2 separate regions of the Sus scrofa genome follow, and region 2 is linked to region 1. A link is a contact called in public HiChIP or PLAC-seq data. All regions are on one chromosome and are shown on one strand. Each heading gives the region's core, a stretch centred on a gene start, on an enhancer-like site or on the middle of the called end of the contact. The rest is flanking DNA. Distances are from core to core; before and after follow the strand shown.

Region 1 (3,828 bases), core at 794-3,293:
GCTTTAGGTGATTGAAGTCACAAAGGTCAGAAAAGGTCAGCATCATCATTCCTTAAGGAATGATCCCAGGTGATCTGGTAGTCAAGCATTGGTGGTGGTGATAGGAAGGTGCTAAATTCTGTGAAACAGCTGAAGCCAGTGTTTCAGGCTGATCTTTACCATTGAAATAGAACTGGGGGTCTTGGTGTTCCCTGATGGCCTAGTGGTTAAGGATCTGGTGTTGTCACTGTGGCTCAGTTTGATCCCTGGCTGGGGAAATTCTGCATGCTGCATATGTGACTGATCCCAAAGAACTGGGAATCTTTATAACTGATTTGTCATATTTGCTATCATTACTTTTCTTGCCTGATAGCAGTCATTTGTTCTTTCCTTCCCTTGACATCATTATTACTGAGACCAGTTCAAGGTTAAGCATTATGGCTAGATGTATATTACAAAATGGCTTAAGCCTAAAATGGCTTCACTTATGTCAAGTAATTCACACCTGATTCTCCTTCTCCTGCGACCCCTTACCCTATCTGTTTACAACTATATTTTATATGTTCAGTTAGCTCATAATCAAGATACTGTGAAGACTGCTTCTCTGAAGTCATTTTCATTCTTCATGCCATATTCTTAGATTTTTTTCTTCTAGTATTTTACTGGTGGGTGGATATTCTCTTCCCACCCCTTACACTCCATCTCAACCATCTTATCCTGCCACCAGAAAAAACAACTCATATTCATTATCAGATGTTGATTGCTTGCTTGATTGGTTTATTTTTATGCTGCACCCATGGCATATGGAAGTTCCTAGGCTAGGGGCTGAATTGGAGCTGCAGCTGCTGGCCTACGCCATAGCCACAACAATGCCAGTTCTAAGCCTTATCTTTGACCTATGCTGCAGTTGTCACAATGTTGTTTGCTTAACACACTGAGTGAGGTCAGGGATTGAACCTGCATCCTCATGGGATTCCTAACCCACTGAGCCCCAACAGGAACTCCCTTTCATCAGATATTTATTGAGCCTACGAAGCCTGGTGTTCTAGAAGCCCCTGGGATTCTTCAGGGAGCAAAACAAAGACCTCTACTCTTAAAGATCTTACATTCTAGCCAGGTTGACAGATAAAACATAAAAGCAAATGATAATAAGATTTTAAGAGGTACTAGGTGCTTTGGAAAGAAAGAAATTGTAGTAAAAGGAGATGGGACCAAGTTTTCACATCTATCATTTTTAAATGAAGGTGTGTGAAATCTATGTTAAGAATACTTTTATGGGTCTTGTCTTACTGCCCCTCTTTGAAAGGGCAGATGTCTCTTTCCAGGGAATTTGGATAGTAATGACAATAACTACTGTTTACAGATATGCCTGCGGTTACCAGGCACCTTTGACGATGGTTCCACTTAATCTTCATTATGCTAGAAAATGCAAGTATCATCTTTCCCCTTTACACAAGGGTACATATGGATTGGCATCAAGGTTCTTGGGCACAAAGCAGAGCTTTAGGCTGTTTTTTTTTTTCTGGTCTTTTGTCTACTTAGGGCCGCACCCAAGCATATGGAGGTTCCCAGATCAGGGGATGAATCAGCTATAGCTGCTGGCCACAGCCACGGCAACTGGGGATCCAAACTGCATCTGCAGCCTACACCAATGCTCAGGAAATGCCAAATCCTTAACCCACTGAGCATGGCCAGGGATCAAACCCACGTCCTCATGGATACTAGTCCCATTCGTTAACCGCTGAGCCAAGACGGGAATTCCCTAACTGACTAGTTCTGGTTACCTAAAGGTCAAAACAAAAATAACAAGCACCCTCCTCGGACTCATTAGGCCAACGTGAGTGAGGTGTGCCAGCGTGCCCTGGATCCGAACCCAATGAGGATCAGCGGAGCCTGCGAGAAGGACGTGACCTATCACAGACTCAAAGAATCGGCGTGAGGGGCGGGGCCTAGGCGGAGGGGGCGGGCCCACTACTTTTAGCGAAAACGTCTCGCGGAGTAGTTTGTCCTATGTTGTGGCCCGTAGAGGCTCCAAGTTGCCGCCCCCACTCCGGGAGTGGTAGAGATTAGGTCATGTGACAGTCCGGTAGCCGGAAGTGAGCAGGTGTGGAAGGCGCAGGGTTTCGACAAAAACAAGCGGCGACAGTCCCACCGCAGGGTCTATGGCAGAGGCGGTGAGGCCCCCGCGCCGGGCGAAGGCCAAGGCCAGCCGGACTAAAACCAAGGTAAGGATAACCTCCAACCCCATTCCCCCCGCCCGAGGCCCTGGCAGGTACTGTCTGCTTTTTCTTGTCTTCCGCCTCTCCAGCCAACCCTTTTCCTCCCCTGAGCCCCTGTCATCCTCTGCCTCCACCTCCCCAAATTTGATCCCCCCACACATTGACACCACTCCTGTTCTTCTATTCCTCTTTCACGTCCCCGTGCGAGACTTTGTCAGGAGCCCCTTTTTTCTTTTTCCTCTTCTGAACTATCGAGGCTCTTCCTTTTCTGCTCCTTTCTTGACTTTTCTCATCCGAGTCTGGGTTCCTGTCCTGAAGCAGCTTTTCTCTTCCTGCCTCATCTTTGACTCTTTCTCCCTTTTAACCTGTGCACATTTTCTGTCCCTCTAGCGCATAAAGAGGAGAGAGACCTTCCCTCCACGCAGAGACTGGTTCCTTTGGCAGAGCTTTATAGCTAGGGACAGAAAGTCGACTGTAGTGATTGTGCCTTTTTAATTTAAAAATTCAAGGTGGTAGTGGTGCTGCTGCTGTTTATGTCTCATTTATTCTAGAAACGATGGGACACGAATGACCAAAAATCAGACAGGTCAGTACTAACGCAGCAGATTTGAATTTTCTAGGTTTCCTGGATTAGAACATTAGACTGCTGGTTTGGCTTAAAGTTGATTTATTTTGTTTTTAGGTGCATTTTGGGTTTTCTCTTTGTTCCCATATGTTTTTTTGAAATGACACTTATTTTATAGTGAACAGATTAAATGCTTCCCCTGATAAATGGACATATATAATTTTGGCTTATCTGATACTGAATTTATGGTAAAGAAATAATGAGTATAGTATTGAAAGTACATGAAATTTCCTTTCCTACAAGTGGAGGATGTTCCAGAGCAGGTGGAACTTAAAAATGATACAAAAAGTTGGGTTTTCTCATGGAAACAAGATTTTAACAGGAATCTGGTGTTCAAAGGTCCCTGTTTAATAAGCTGTAAATTACTCATGTGGATCCCTTTCATTATGATGCCTTTTAAAAAGCTGTAGTGGAGTTATGTGCATCAGTGTTCCCAGGTCTTTGAGGAGTTACTCTTTGGGGAGAAAGCTATTTTGCTACCTAACTTCAGAAACATTTTTAAGAGAAATAATTTTGCATTGTATTAGACTGGTAAGGAACTATCTAGATAGAAGAGGTCCCTGAATAACCCAGAATATAGGAGTGTAAAACATATAAACATAAATCTATAAAGAGCAGAGTCTTAATTCTTAGTCTCTCATTTTTTTTCAAATGAATGATGAGACTAAAGCCTAGAGAAATTAAATGATAAGCCAAAAGTCATGGAGTTAGTAAGAAAATTCAAGTTAAAGCCAAAAAATCTTAATTCTCAATCTGGTAGCTTAATAATTGTTCTACATATGTATATGTGGCTATTGAGAGAATGTTGTAAATACTTAAAAATAGTTAAGAGGATTCTGTCGAGTTATTTTGTTTAGAATAGGGTTTCTAAAATAAAAAAATTAAAAATCAAAGTTTTAAATCGATCATGAAAAAACAATTACTCATTTTATTGACACATTGTGGGTGACTTTCCTACCCAAACATAAATTTATTTTTTAATCTTCTAAAATGTGTAAAGAAGTC
Region 2 (3,503 bases), core at 246-2,745, 110 kb before region 1:
ATGGATGTATGTCCTTTGAGTGACCCAGGCAAAGCTGGAGGCTACTTCTCATCTTTGTTGTTGAGGATGACTCTACTGTGGGATTTTACTACAAACAGGGTGGGGCTTGGGGTGAGGGTGAGGGAGTGGGGATTAGGGGTGGTATTACCAGGCAGAACCTTACAGCTGTCCTTCAGACTACCCTGGCAATTGTCTTTTCACTGTGTCTGAAGAAAGCTAGAACCTGGGAAGCAAAACTTGCCTCTGCAGGCCTGAGGTTGTGGGCTGGGCTTGAGCACTCAATTTTTGCACCTTTTTTTTTTGGTCTTTTTAGGGCCGCACCTGTGACATACAGAAGTTCCCAGGTTAGGGGTCGAATCTGAGCTATAGCTGCTGGCCTACACTACAGCCATAGCAATGCCAGATCCCAGTAGTGTCTGTGACCTACTCCACAGCTCTTGACAACTCTAGATCCTTAACCCGCTGAGCAAGATCAGGGATGGAACCCATGTCCTCATGGTTACTAGTTGGGTTCATTACTACTGAGCAACAGCAGGGACTCCTTGGCATTCTTGACTTTCATCCTTCTCTCCTTAAGTGGATCTGTCCCAGGAGTGACCTCTTTGGCTCCTGTCCTGTTTAGAAGGGCAGAGCTGTTCATCTTTTAAATATGCTGTGATCTTGGGCAAGGCAATCAGCCTTTTTGTGCCTCAGTTTTGAATCAGAAAGTATAGCACAGAGCCATACTTGTCCCAGAGTGCCATATTACTACAATGCAGGGATGACTTGCCTTGGATTATGTTTATGAGGGTGTTTATGAGGCAGCGTGGAGGAAGAGGAAAGTTCGGGCTCTTACTGTTGGAGTGGGATTGGTGGAGAATAGTCTTAGGTCTGGATCCTGAGAATGGGGAAAGATCGGGAAGGAGCTGAGTTCCCAGACACCTTGTAAGGATCTCACTGAGGGACCTGGAGTCAAGGGGAAACGGTATCAATGACTTTTCCATGTCTTTTAGACTAAAATGTGCCCAGGGGCTTATCTGTGGCCCCTCAGGGATCCTGCACTTAACTTGCTGAAGCGTGCGTGCACACTTGACGCGGCCGCTGGCATTGTCAGGGCTCAAGCTTCACAGATCCGACGTGGGGACCCCGAGATCACCTGTGATCCGGAAGGGACTCCTTCAACCACCACGCTGAGCCTGGGTTTCTCCGCGAGGAGCTGGGTCGAGGGAAAAGGGGGCTGTGGGCAGGAATGGGGCCTAATTCGGGGAGGCGACAGGACCGATCCTCAAAGGCCTCGCGAAGGAGAGGGATGTAGGACTAACTAACTGATGCCTGACTGCGGAGCTCCAATCTGCGGGCCGCGACTCCATTCCGCTCCGCGCAGCGCTGGGTGCGGGGCGCTGGGTGCGGGGCGCTGGGTGCGGGGCGCTGGGTGCGGGGCGCTGGGTGCGGGGCGCTGGGTGCGGGGCGCTGGGTGCGGGGCGCTGGGTGCGGGGCGGGGCAAGCGGCGGCGGGGGCGTGGCCTAGATCCCTGGTCTGGCAGCGGCGTCCACTGCCTGTGACAGTCCGGTCCCCGCGCGCCTGCTCCGGCTGTACTTGCCCTGCTCCCCGCGCGCCGGCCATGACGGGCTCACTGTTCAAGGGGAATTTTTGGGTAAGTCCGCGGGGCCGGTGGTCCAACGTCGGGCTCGGGAGCCAGGACTCTGAGGGGAACCTTGGCCCCCTGTCAGGTGCTCGCGGGCAGAACCTGAGCGGACGCGCCTCTGCGTCCCCTTTGCCCTGTCCCCAGCCCCTGCACGCCCGCGGGTCCCCAGGCTCCTCTTTGGGCCGCCCGCGCTCCTGGACACGCTGGCTGGGTGTAGCCGAAGCCACCTTAGAGTCGGGACATTCCTCCCGCATATCACTCTTGGGGAAACCGAGACCCAAAAGGAGAAGCCACCCTCCAGGGGAGAGTCGCTGGTGGCCCCCGAGGCTGCGCCGTGAGCGGATTGGGGGCACGTGGGGTGGAGAACCTGGGGTGGGCTTCGCGGGTCTGGTCGACTTTTCCAGGTCCACAGCCTGTCCGGGCCTCGGTAGCGCCTGACTTCCCCCTGCAGACCATAGAGAGATTCTCTAGCAGAAGCTTTGCCGGGTCCTGAAGCCGGGTTTCCTGAGCGCCTCCCGGCCTTTGCCCCCGCGGGTGCGTGTGTGAAACCCTGCGAGCTGGTCAGGGTATCCGAGCCGGAGGATGGAGCCCAGCCAGGAGGCAGCAGGTCCGCCTGCCCTCTCCCTCTGTCCAGCCTCTTCCCTCCTGTCTTCTCACTCCCGAAAGAGTTGGTAACCCCTCATTCGGAGAAACCACCCTCATCCCTTTAAGGCAGAAGCAGGATGTCTCAAGATTGACTTACTGCTGCCACAGGGCCCCATCTCTTTCTTGGGACGCTGCTCGCCCCCTTTTAGCTTCATAGCTGTCCAGCAGGTCTCTGCCCTCTATGGGTGGAGAAACCTGGCCCTGTAGCCTCCAGGACACAGTTTAGACCTTGCCTTATGAGGCCCCTTTTTCTGGAGTTTTTGAGATTCTTCTGGGGCACTGGCCACCTGTAGGGTACAGAGCGGTGGAAGCTTCACAAAGATGATAAACATGGAGTTCCCGTCGTGGTGCAGTGGAAGTGAATCCTAAACCATGAGGTTGCGGGTTTAATCCCTGGCCTGGATCAGTGGGTTCAGAATCCAGCGTTGCCATGAGCCGTGGTGTAGGTCACATGCACGGCTCGGATCTGTTGTTGCTGTGGCTGTGGTGTAGGCTGGCAGCTGTAGCTCCAATTAGACCCCTAGCCTTGAAACCTCCATATGCCCTGGGTGCGGCCGTAAAAGGACAAAAGACAAAAGACAAACAAAACAAAACAAAACAAAAAAAACCCAAAACAACAAACACCCCAAAAACCAACCAACCAAACAAAAATGGTAAACAGCCTGGCAGCTGGCCCCTCCAGAAGGCTTGGGAGTTATTTGTGTAGAATATAGGACTTTGGGGTCCCCTGACTAGGTAACAGGGTGGTGGTGGTGGTGGGGGGGGAAGCAGGGCAGAAAGACCTACCTTTTTCACCTCAAAATGTGACACACAGTTTTCAGGCCTCTGCCTTCTTTAGAGAAGCCTTTCGTGATGGTGCCCCCATAAGCACATGTTCTGTTCTTTCATAGCATTTGTCAGTTTCTGGTTTTGAGATTGGGGGCCTACAAGCATGTGAGCACCTCATGGACAGGTATTGTGCTGGCTTTCAGTGCCCCTGCCCCTTGCTCGGGCTGATGCACAGTGGTTCTCAGCAGATGGTTACAGTGGATTTGTATGGGTGACAGGGCGTGTAATGGGATGAGAGCAGCAGCAGCCTCCACTCTCAGAGGGCTCCCAGGCAGCCCCCACCCCCCAAGTCTTTTCCAAGGGAGACATGAGTCCTAGGTTGGGAGTTAGAAATTGGGTGAAGGTCCAGGGGAGAGACCTTTCTGGGTTTATACTTTTTTCCCCCCTCTTGGCTTTTAATTTCTGA

The links. HiChIP or PLAC-seq counts read pairs in DNA pulled down with a chosen protein or histone mark.
Region 2: a contact with region 1 is called in an H3K27ac HiChIP or PLAC-seq map of skeletal muscle. The contact joins the promoter of PSTPIP2 here to the promoter of EPG5 in region 1. A contact is called at or near these places in 3 of 5 promoter capture datasets (fetal liver, fetal skeletal muscle and liver), 5 of 47 Hi-C or Micro-C datasets (embryonic fibroblasts, fetal skeletal muscle, liver and 1 more) and 2 of 2 datasets of contacts at active chromatin or transcription factors (alveolar macrophages and skeletal muscle).

The regions. Positions count from the first base shown.
Region 1 is chr1:95,615,009-95,618,836 of Sscrofa11.1, reverse strand. It overlaps EPG5 (ectopic P granules protein 5 homolog), which reads left to right and starts at 2,043. Exons shown (of 44, transcript XM_021092525.1): 1 at 2,043-2,204. The coding sequence starts at 2,142.
Region 2 is chr1:95,725,819-95,729,321 of Sscrofa11.1, reverse strand. It overlaps PSTPIP2 (proline-serine-threonine phosphatase-interacting protein 2), which reads left to right and starts at 1,495. Exons shown (of 14, transcript XM_021092533.1): 1 at 1,495-1,633. The coding sequence starts at 1,601.